2 separate regions of the Mus musculus genome follow, and region 1 is linked to region 2. A link is a contact called in public HiChIP or PLAC-seq data. All regions are on one chromosome and are shown on one strand. The core of a region is the stretch at or near the end of the contact, and the rest is flanking DNA. Distances in the headings are between cores, read along the strand shown.

Region 1 (5,666 bases), core at 492-2,991, 86 kb before region 2:
CAGTGCTGTCTCAAACAAGGACAGATTTATACAGGGAGGAGTTATTGAGAAGAAAAGCCCCGCCTTGCCCCGCCTCAACCCGCCTCCCAACTAAAAGCTTGGAGGGCCACAGTTCTTGCAGTACTGAGTCCACTGGGCAAGGGCTGCTCACGAAAGCTGCAGGATCTGGGTCCCCCAGACTTCAGAGCTTCGTGTTTCCTTCAGGGGTTTAAGTCAGGAGCCGAAAGCGCACAATATCCGGCTCATCCTATCTTCCAGGATCAGAGCAATGGCAATTTTAGGAAGGAAGGTGCTGGATCCCCCCCTGGCAGCTGCAAAGTCCCCTGGGGCACTGACACTGTTTCCCCAGCTCACACAGTCTCGGCAGGGGCTAGGCCCCCTGAGCTGTAGCTGCTCAGTGCTCCGCCCCAGCTTACACAGCCTTAACCGAGTTCTGGGGAGCACCCTCCTCTCTCTGGTTCTCCATCACCTAGAGTTTCTACCTGTGCTATCATGGGATCCAACATCACTCTCTTTTGGGGGAATAAGCCCGTTTCTTCTCAGGGAGCAGGTGGTAACTCCGTGTTTGCGCAACTGGTGCCGCTCACAGTTAGATTTGGTAGAAAAGAAGGCATCGCATTTTTGACAAGGGAAGGGTTTCTGACCTGAAGCAGGAAAAAAAAATACGCATTTATCTGGCTTTCTACTGCAATGAAAAAGAAAAGTTGCTTTTGATTTACTCTTCTGGGATTGCTGGCATTTGTTCAACCCTCCACCCTTTCCTTTTAAGAAAATAAGAGAAACATACTTAACAAAAAGAAACAGAAACTGAGAGACAATGACTAAAATAATCATTTTCCCTTAGCCTTCATGTAATGGAAGGAGTTGTCATCAAGAGACTAAAAATAAGTTAACAATGAAACCAAGATACATGTGTTTGAAGCAAGACAATAAAAACTGTTAACACCACAACATTTCTAAGGCACAGCAAGCAATACCTAAATGAACCAGAGAAAAAGCACTACTGGATAGCCTGGCAGGTAGAACTGAGAGGGTGAGGAGATGGACCTGGGCGTGTGTGTAGGGGGGAGGGGGGAGGGCGGGGGAGGGGGGGAGCAGGCTCAAGTCTCCCAATGGGAGGCAACCTTCAAGGCCCATATTGAGAAGTCAGAGTGAGCCTCCCTCTAGTGTGGCAAGCAACAAGATTCATGGTTCCCAGGTTTTCATTCTTCCTTTGTATGGGCTAAGGGAGTGACCAACACAGGCAAGTGTGCATCAGGCTATGTACTCTGCTCCACAGAGGCACGAGCAAGGCCAGCCCAAACCCTAGGCCAGCACTACAAACACGGTGATGATGCGTTGGCAGGAGAAGCCCTCTTTCTGTCCCAGGGGAGGTTTCTGCTTTGGCCTGCTTATATCCTTCATTTATTTGCATTGTAAACATTGTGTTTCAAAATGCATTGGAAGCTCCCCTGTGGCTAGTCCTGGGTTTGTGTGGATTAACGGTGGAGGGGAAAGGGCAAAGACTCAGGGAGAGAGCATATACGAGAAAGTAGGAGAGGAGGACGGGAAAGGACAGAGGTAAAGAAGAAAGAAGGGAAAAGAGAAAGGAGGGAAAGAGAAGAAGAAAAAAGGGGAAGGAGAGACAGAAGGGACCAGGAAGACAGGAAGGGGAAAGGGCAGCATCCTGAGCTGTAGGAGATGTTGGACTGTTCAGTGTCACTGGTTTGCCCTCTGCCCCCGCACTCCTGCCCCAGTTGCCAGAATCCAGGTCCCAGTTCCTGACTCTATTGGGGACTAAAAGCACCTTCAAGTTGCTGCCCAGTGCTGCTATCTTGGAACCTTGAACCTGCAGGTACTCAATAACTAACATGAAGAGTCACGTGGCACAGCTCCCAGGAAACACAAACCAGGGACCATCCTTTTAGATTAATGCTTAAGAGACAGACAAAGCTTGAACTAGTGCAGTGTGCAGGACCCTGCACAGGCTCCTGGGCCTTGCTGCTAAGATAAGCCAGAAAGAAGGGTTTCTTGTTTTCCATGGGATGGAAGGCCCAGAGTGGCTATGACGATGCAACCCTCACCGTTATCAGGAATAATCGATCAAAGGAAATCATTAATTCCCTCCTGAGAGCACACATCCTTTAAGATGACACTCCCAAGCCTCCGGAGTTGTCTGACGGTGCAGATGGGCCAGGGATGTGTACAGCTCAAAGACACAGCTCATCTCTGATGAGGCTCTGAGCTTGAAACTACTGTTCTTTAAAATTGGGATTATTTGCTTTTAGGATAGATTTATATCAGATTTTGTCCAAATCACGTGGGGAATCTTGCCTGCGGTTCTGAACTAGGATAGTGAAAATTATTCACTGACTTCAAGTAGAGAGGGCAGTGAACAGGTATTAATAAAGTAAGTGTCTGTGGCTCCAGGAAGAGAGCCGAACAGATAGATGGTATAACAAGATGGCTGCTCTAGACAGAGGGCCAAACAGAAAATTGGTATATCTTGGCAATACTAAAATTTTGTCTTCTTTGAGATTTACAGGTGGTGAAGAACATGGTGGGCAAGAATCCACTAGAAAATTAAGATTATTAGCCTGAGAGTTAAGAGTTTTATTTTATTTCTTTTCTTTTTTTCAGTGAGTAACTTCGGTAGTGCTGAAACAAGTAGCTTGGACTCAAGCACAGGAATTGAAACAAAGAAAACTGCTGGCGGGCTAGGAGGCCTGCTGCTGTGGGGAATGCAGGCTGCTCTGAGTGAGAGCTGTAGAATGAAAGTTGCCTATTTCTTGGAGCAGAGATTGATTGAATTATGAATTTATTAAATTGGGATTACTTGCTTTTAGTATAGATTTATATACAGATATTTGTCTGAATCACATGGGGAATTTTGCCTATGGTTCTCAACCATAGGAGTATAGGGAAAATTAGTCAGTGACATCAAGTAGAAATGGCAGTGAACAGGTATTAATAAATGTCTGTGGCTCCAGGCAAAGAGCCGAACAGATAGATGGTATAATGAGATGGCTGCTCTAGGCAGAGAGCTGAACCATAAGATGGTATAAGATTGCTTTACTTGTCTTACAGGATACTCATATTCTGTCTAACATGGGCTCCAGGGGAATATTGGTTGGGTTTTGTATCCTCTTGGTAACATAGGAAAGTCTTAAGAATAAGCACAAACAGTATTTTAGTTTACTTCAGTTGTTTTGGATTGTTTTAATTTGAACTAGGATAGGGAATATTAGTCACTGACTCCAGAGTAGAGATCACAGTGATAATCATTGCCTGCCTTGAACAAGTATTAATTATCTATTTCTGTGGCTCCAGGTAGAGAGTTCAGCCAGCCATTATACGGGTATTAATAAAATATGTCTGTGGCTCTGAGCCAAACGGAAAGATGGTATAGACTGCTTAACCAGCCACAGAAAGCTCATATTCTGCTAACGTGGGCTCCACAGAAATCTTGAGTATCTTTTCCTGCTTGAAAAGATAGGAAAGGCCTAGTATAGGCACATACAGTGTCTTAGCTTATTTCATTTGTTTTATATTGTTTTAATTTTCAAAATGGGTGTGATGTTGAGTTTTGTGGTTATTCCTCTGGGAGAAAGGCAAAATAAAGGTTTTTTTGGTTACGTCTCAAATTTGGCTGATTTGGGAAAAAGGTTTTGTCTTTGTGGTTTTGGAAAAGGTGATTAAGATCCAGAGTTATATGGATCAGACTTGACAGAGGGAGACCCCCCCCCCCCTGAAGAACTAGATTTCAGAGAATTGAACAAAAATGTTATCTTGATGATACTAACATTTTGCTTTGACATTTATACATTACAGAATATACAGCCTTGGTGAGTTTCTTCGTCAGACATGCTGAACTGACCTGCTTGAACTCCTGATGTCTTGGACTTTCAACCAGATACAGCCAGGACACAGGCATCAGAGACTAAATCAATCTTTGGTGTGGCCTTTTAAAGGCCAACAACTCCCCTATCTCCCCACCCGCACCGATTCAAAATATCTCAATGCCCATATTCAGCCTGAATAAGTTACAAAGAGTCATCGCCCCAGTTCCTGGGCTTTGGGGCTGGAAGTGGTTATTATAGGTTGTCTTTCTAGGGAATTTAGAAATGGTCATAATTGGAACAGGGAGGAAATAGCTAGAATTGATTGTATAGGCATAATCTCATTTGGTAGAAATCATTTTAATTGTTACTAAGTTGAAGTCATAACTTATTTTGATACAGAATTTATTTTGATGCAACATCAAGGTTTTCATTGGTACAAACCTCCTCTATTGATGGTTATAGAATACTCATATTCTGTCTAACATGGACTCCATGGAAATATTGGGTTTTATATTCTCTTGGCACCAGAGAAAAGGCCTAAGTATAAGTTTTTTAGATTACTTCATTTGTTTTGGATTGTTTTAATTTGAACCAGGATAGAATATCAATCACTGACTCTAGAATAGAAAGCGCAGTGATAATCATTGCCTGTTTAATCATCTTCTATAACTGTTATTATAAACTGATCTGAGATGATTACGCCTGTGAGTTAAGGGCCAAATAGCAAAGTCATGGCTCTGAGTTTACTGTTAGAGTGTTTTCAAAGATTTTAATTAGAAATAGTAGTTAAGGGAAGACAGTCCAGATTACTTTACATACATAGCTGGTTTTCAAAAACGTCAGCAATCCACAGAATGTGACATTTAATGTTATTTATTCACGTGTTATTGAGACTAGTCTGCTAGCTTTCCCTGTCTTGGATTCAAAGAAGAAACTGGAGCATCTATGAGTTGCTCCAGTTGTGGCAAGATAGACACTAGGCAAGAATTCTCATTTCATCTACATACACTGTCCAGAGAAAGGACACAATTACAGGTTTAGGACGGCTTGGTTGTGCAGAGACAGAATAGGCTAGTCCTTAATATCCTGTTTTTCTAAGGTTTGTTAGATGATCCTGGCCAGAAGGCTGAAGACCAATGCTTCAATGTTTTGAAGTAAGGGATTGTCCAAGTGATCAGCGGTCTCTATAAATTGGCTAAGTTTTGGAAACGGTGTTAGGCTTCCTATATACTTTCAGTTAATATCAGTCATTCTTGGGTCTCTGATGGTGTTGCAGATTCATAGCCAACCCAGGCTATTTACTTTGAGAGGATGGTTTTCAGATGGCTTACAGTCTAAAGCCAGGACATGAGTCAGGTATAGAATGATTTAAAAAAAAAAAAGACTTATCATTCAGATTTATTATTTTTTTTATTTATATGAGTATACTGTCGCTGTCTTCAGACCACCAGAAGAAGGCATCAGATCCCATTACAGATGGTTGTGAGCCACCATGTAGTTGCTGGGAATTGAACTCAGGACCTCTGGAAGTGCAGTCAGTGCTCTTAACTGCTGAGCCATCTCTCCAGCCTTTTAATTTAGGATAGATGATGGACTGGGTGTTAGGTCTAATCTTGTTGTACTCTATACTGTGAGAAAGGTTTTGTTTTTTTATTAGAACAGAAAGGGGGAAATGTTGTGAATGGCTCTGTGCTGCTTGCTCTCCTCTCTCCAACCTGGAAGCCCTGTCTACTCGCCTAGTGATTGGCTCCTTTATTCATTAGGCGATTGGTTCACAGGAATCCACTTGTGTGTGTGACTCATTACTCATTCCAGACAGCCTCTTCCAGGAAAGCAAGCAGCCCA
Region 2 (6,050 bases), core at 2,244-4,743:
GGGGTCACAGGCCTGGAAGCTCTGGGGTCACCCGGCGCGTCCTGACAAGGACAGACCCGGGCCTGAGGACGCCCAGGCTCGTTTAAAGCGTACACTGAGGGCTTCGGGTTTCTTCGGCAACCTTAACCTCAAGGTTACTGCCCCTGTGGTCGGAGCAGACCCAGGAGCGACCGACCGCTGGGCAAACAGCAAGGCGAGTGGGCGACCCGGTCTGCCGTCGCCGCTTTAAAACCCCTGGGTCGCAGGGGCAGGAAGAGGGCAGCTTAGTTATCCGCGTTTGAAATTTTATTTTTGCTTAAAAAAAAAAATTATGGGAGAACCAGGTTCTTACTTTCAGAGCTGACAGCCAGAGCTCTACTAGAATATTACATGATATGTGGAGCTCCCATGTTTTATGCTGTATTTGGCGATATTGAATTCTAGCGCTTTGGTTTACCGGTAGGACTGTACTAACTGATACAAATGGCTATCAGGGAGCAGACACGAGACATCTTTTTGAAAGGAATAAAAGAAATCCCTGCAACCTTCAAAAGTACCTAATGAATGCCACACTTCATTTCTTTGCGGAGACCTTGAGAACATTGCATCCTTCAAGGATGCTTTCTCATGAAAGAACACCCTTGCCTCGCACTGCATCTGAACAAATCCATCGTGTTCGTCTCGATACATAAAATGCTGGGCAGAAGAGCTAGTTTCCCAGTAGGCCTCATAATGACTTTGCTTTTTCCCTAAATTCTCAATAATCAAAAAAAAAAAAAAAAAAATCCACCAGCCTTCTGACCTTGGACTCTCATTTTCATCTGTCTCCTGCAGTACACTCTCTTTACTAACCATTCAGCACACTGCAAGCTCTGATAAAAGTGGTTAATGTTTATTGAAACCTGAGCATGAACTGTACTAAACCAGATAGGGAGTAAAAAGGCAAAGTTCTGTTAACTGCATCCATGCACTGGGTGGGGGTGCGGGGGGGTGGTGGCTGGAAGAAAATTCTTCTGTAAGTTTTGAACCTGAAATTTCTCAGTGAGAAAGTACAAACGTCCAAACTGATGAATTATGTCAATTATCTATCAGCCATGAATAAATGCTCTGGGTCCATTTTGTTGCCTCTGGAAGTTTTCTGGTAGAAATGCACCTCCACGATCTTACAGGGTTGTCAGAAAAAAAAAAAAAAAATAACAAAACTCAAACCAGAAATGTATGTTTCATGGACTCTCATTTTTCTGAAGACTTGTATACTTTATCAATAACCAATTTTAATGATACTGCTAAGTATTTATCTGAACAGTTTTTGTAAATTGGGTTATTATAACTGAAAAGGTTAAGAAAAATATTTCAAGTTATGGTCTAAAATATCTCTCACTTAGCTCTTTAATCGTCCAAGGTTAACAGTTTATTTCAGCCTAAGTAGATTTTATTCTAGCATCCCTTAACATCCATCATATTTACTATATATCATATTAAATCTGAACTTGCTGTTAATTGACACTGTATTTCTACATAATCCCTTTTCTCAAATAACCTCAGTTAATATAAAATGTCAATATACACACATCTAACACACATGGACTGTCACAAATAGGATGCTCTCAGGTGTTACTTTCTCTCTTCCCCATCCCCCTTGCTTAAAGAGCAGCAATAGAATCAGTCACCTTGGAAACCAACATCACCCAGTGTTTGTAGAACAAACAATGGTACCTTTTCAGCCAGTACCAGGCAGGCAGGGCAAGGGGCAGCCAGGCAGTTCTGGGCCTTACAGGAGTATTAACATATTAAATTCATTCAATGCACCAAAAAGTAGTTCATTACTAAAATTCAAGTGCTCACTATCATGTGAGCCTTTGATTAGACACCATACAGAAACTGAGATTTAAAGTTTAAAAAAAAACAAGAGACAAAAATAAAAACTTTTCATTATCTTTAGAATTGTTTTAGATACCTGTAAGAAATATAAAGCACATCTTGTTACTGAGGCTCACCCTCCAGAAAACAAGGAAGTTGCTTAAGGGGAGGAAAAAAAAAAAAAAAACCATGTTTCATCTAATTATTCCTACCAAGGCATCTTATTAGTCTTCAATATGCCAACATAATCGTTTTTCAAATGTGCCTTAACTGGCTTATGTAATTTCTAGTATTAGTAAACCTTCCTATAGTGACCTAAAATACCCCAGTTCCAGAAAAATTTTCGATAGCAATAATTACTTTTTTGACCTTGGGAGAGTACAGAGCTTTCAGTTGCTGAACCCTTACATAAATGAACCATTTGACTGGCTCAAGTTTTAGGAGAGATTTGACTACTTTTTTTTTTTTAAATCACAAATGAGCTGTGAATTAAAATGAAACACTGTCGTGTGCTCTTCAGACTCTCCAGCCTGAAATGTTTTAAATGTCCAATGAAAGTGCAGGTTCCTCCTTTTCCTGGGTGGGTTTTCCTTCCCACCAATTAAGAAAGAAGCCTCGGTCTAACTGAAGTATTTGGACAGCAGTTTGGTGTCAGTTAAATACCACAGTAACTGGCATTTTCTATCACCTCCAGACTAAGGGACAAATACCCACTCAACAGGGACCAGCACGAAGCTTAAACTGGAAAGAGTGCCAGGTTTTGTGTGTATGCAGTTTTTTTTTTCCTTCCCATGTATTTCTCCTCAAAGATTTGGATCTTCGACATCCTTTCATACAAATGTGCGAATGCCTTCTGACTGACTGGGATGTAAAACGCTAATTAATGAACGCTTTTTCTGAAGCCAGTCGATCAGTTAACATGACCACCCTCCCCGACTGGAGGCACAAGGAAAAGGGGTGGGGTGGGTTGGCTAAACGGTTAGACAGGGTGCCCTCGAAAACGAAAAGGAACCCTGGATGTAATGACTGACATGCCGACAACTTAAAGATACTTTAAAATAGGCCACAGCACTGAGCACCAGGCAGTCACCCTGAGCACAGTGGCTTCAGCTCTGGGCAGAGAGAGGAAGAGGAGGAGTCAGGCCAGGGCCAAGTGACTTCTCCAATCCTCTTCTTCCAGCACTGCAAAGAAAAAGAAAAAGAAAAAAAAAAAAAAGGCACAAGAGGGGGGGGGGCTTCAGAACCACACTTTACAACTGCATCTTCCCACAGTCATTTTTACCACGACGAGGACTACCTGAAGTAATTTGAGCAGCTGACTCCATTGTTGGGCCAGAAAAGCCAGTTTCAATTCCTTAGAAAAAAACCAACCAAACCCTCGGCATTTGGCTTCGTAAGTTTTACTTGCCTATGCATTGGGGCATCTAAACACACGTGCACGCGCACCCTACTCGAGTTACCGTGCAGAACCAAGAGCCAAGCAACTTCTGGACCGCACAGACAGCGGCAGTTACAGCCTTCAGACCCTTCAGCCCGGCTCCTTGGATTCCAACTCCCTACCCAGGTCCTCCCGGCACCCCGGGGGGTGGGGAGGAAGTGTCTAGGCGAGCAGAACATTCTCCTTGTTCCTCCGGCTCCTCCCAGCCCTTCTGGGAAAGCCTGGGGACAGGCAGGACTGCCCACCTCCAGACAGCCTATAAAGCAAAGGGTCAGCTGAGCACAGTTGGGGAAGGAGTCTCAGTACCCAGCCACTCCCATCTCCAGATCCAGGAAAGATGACCCTAAGGGCAGAGCTTCCTCCATCTTCTGCAAGAACATCTCAAAAGAGCAGACTTGGAGGGGAGGGGAGGGGAGGGGAAGGGAGGGGAGGGGAAGGGGGAGGGGAGAGGGGGGAGGGGAGGGGAGGGGAGGGGAGGGGAGGGGAGGGAAGGGGAGGGAAGGGGAGGGGAGGGAAGGGGAGGGAAGGGAGGAAGGGAAGGAAAGGGAAGGGAAGAAGGGAAGGGAAGAAGGGAAGGGAAAGGACCAGGTGTGTGGCGACCTCATCTTTTTAGCCTCCTCAGTATCTGTATCTAGTTTCTGTTTCACTACCACCGCACTGCACTTAAGAATCTGTGAGCCAGTGCATGCCTGCTTTCTAATGTAATTCTGAGGGCAACACACGTTTAGTGACAGACCTGAACAAGCCACATGGTACTACAACAAAGCCATTAGGCTTCAGAACTTAATCCATTTTAAATAAAGATATTTATGCTTTGTTTATAGATTCGTGTCTTTAGAGAATGTTATTTATTTTATGATCTGTTACACCTAAAAAAAAAAAACCACTTTCTTCTCAAGAAAGTAGGCCTGTTCAAGCTTGTGTGTGTGTGTGTGTGTGTGTGTGTGTGTGTGTTTCCATAACCCCTTTCTCCAATAACTTCTCTCTTACAAACAATGTGCCTATTTCTAATCACTGAGACCCAAAGTAAGCTACTGGAGGGGGTGGGGAGAGGAATTCCTAGGTGTTTAAGACTTCAAAACAAACTAAAACCCTAAGATATCAATCACAACCCATTTCTATCTTAAAAAAAAAACAACTGTAATTATACCTACAAAGGCGATGGAGGTCCTGCTGTGGAGATACCCTCCCACTTGAACCTCAGCCAGAACCAAACTTGCTCTGGAATTTCTAAACTAAGTTTGGAGGGTTTCCCCATGAGACCTTCATGAGGTCACTGTGCACCCTAGTGACTAGGCCTCTAGTTGGGCAGAGGAGCCTTCCTCACAGCTGAGTTTACCAGCACAGGTGCACTGTGTAGGCGGTCACAAGTTCTTCAACTGAGGTCTGGCAGACCCTCAGGTCACCTGCTACCTACCTCCTTTACAAGATCCACTTCCCCCAATTATCCCTGCCTGGATTTGACCATTTCTGGACCCGGTACTTTCTCAGGCTCATCTGATAAGTTCTTACTGTCAATTTTACTTTGCTAAGCTGCCACCTAAAGTTCCGAGAACAACATGGAAAGATTATAAAGGCTTGAAATAGAGACACATTAAATGTTTTGGAGCACATACAGACCCGCCTAAAATGTAAACAGCATACCTGCTTCCGGCCCAGACTCTTAGAAAATAGGACATGGTGGAATAGGGCCCATGTAATATAGTCTTCCTACAGATAGCAAAGGACATTTCCCTGAGATGGCCGTCACCTCTACCTGCGCCTTGGCGAGTTCATCAGCGCAGTAACTTGGCCCTCAATGGTGAGGACAGAAGGCATCCCATTGTAAAAAGAGGAAAATACAACCAGAGGAGAGTGGAGATGAGGTTCCTAAGGACGGGCTCCTTCCTTCTGTTCCTCTACCTTAAAGCAACTGGCACTTTTCCTTTATGTGAAAAGATAATGATTTCTCTCCTCCCACAGATTAATATGCACTGTTAGACAGGGGGTGAGGTGGGGGCGGGGGAGGAGTGGTGAGGGGCATCGTTTTGTTGCCTAACAATATGGTTCAAGATATATAGTCTGTCCACTTCAGGGATGAGAAAAACTAAAGCTAAACATAATTAAGGCAGATGAATTTGGGTTAAGGGCTCCTAACTCACAAGCCCAGGGTTCATGTTAACAGACCATGGTGGATAATTAAAAGGGCCTTTTGGAGGAATGAAGGTAGGCAAGGATGCTTGGACAACCTGGCAGATTGAATTCACTCCCCTGACTCAATTCTTTGTTCTGAAGGACTGTGATCTAAGGGCTGTCCTGGACATTGCTCAGGGAATGTCACTCTCCTGACCCACCTGTGTGAACAGAACCCATCCCCCTAACTTCTCAGAGAATGGCCCTCAGCTGCGCACCACTCCGAGGCCATTCCTAGGCTGAGTTGAGGGATCCCATTTACAGTTCAGAGCTGACCTCATGGCTATTTCTCCTGACGTTAGTCCTTAGCGTGATTCATACACAGGAACTGTCTCTGGGCAGGAGCCTCTGGGGAACTGTTTCAAGGGGGCCACTTAATTATCTCTTCAGTAAGTTATCTACCAGCTAAGTATATTCACATGTAAGTACTATTGGTCTGCATGTATATAAAGACTCTCCTACAACTAATGACAATAAATAAATGCCACTAAAATGCTATTAATGGCTTCTTTGTCATTACAGCTTCCAATATAGTCTAAAAGAATAAAAGCGTACTTGGTCTTGAAGATTTAAGACTCACTATGTAACCTTCTAGCCTAGA

Evidence for each region. HiChIP or PLAC-seq counts read pairs in DNA pulled down with a chosen protein or histone mark.
Region 1: a contact with region 2 is called in an H3K4me3 HiChIP or PLAC-seq map of intestinal villus epithelium, with 6 read pairs. The contact joins two enhancer-like sites. A contact is called at or near these places in 1 of 39 promoter capture datasets (liver), 1 of 15 datasets of contacts at CTCF or cohesin (pro-B cells), 17 of 484 Hi-C or Micro-C datasets (B cells, the BV-2 cell line, the HL-1 cell line and 9 more), 9 of 115 datasets of contacts at active chromatin or transcription factors (DN3 thymocytes, the HPC-7 cell line, embryonic stem cells and 4 more) and 3 of 9 other capture datasets (adipose tissue, embryonic stem cells and liver).

What each region holds. Positions count from the first base shown.
Region 1 is chr13:37,936,521-37,942,186 of GRCm38.p6, reverse strand. It overlaps Rreb1 (ras responsive element binding protein 1), which reads right to left. Exons shown (of 12, transcript NM_001177869.1): 10 at 483-644. Among named protein-coding and RNA genes, the nearest start is that of Gm52041, 27 kb to the left of the region's middle. Within about 2 kb of position 1,741, at least 17 of the 459 cell types and tissues checked have an H3K27ac peak or open chromatin away from gene starts, as enhancers often do. A contact at or near this core is called in brown adipocytes and intestinal villus epithelium, where this site is marked.
Region 2 is chr13:37,851,569-37,857,618 of GRCm38.p6, reverse strand. It overlaps a transcript of Rreb1 not described here. Among named protein-coding and RNA genes, the nearest start is that of Rreb1, 34 kb to the left of the region's middle. Within about 2 kb of position 3,493, at least 235 of the 459 cell types and tissues checked have an H3K27ac peak or open chromatin away from gene starts, as enhancers often do. A contact at or near this core is called in brown adipocytes and intestinal villus epithelium, where this site is marked.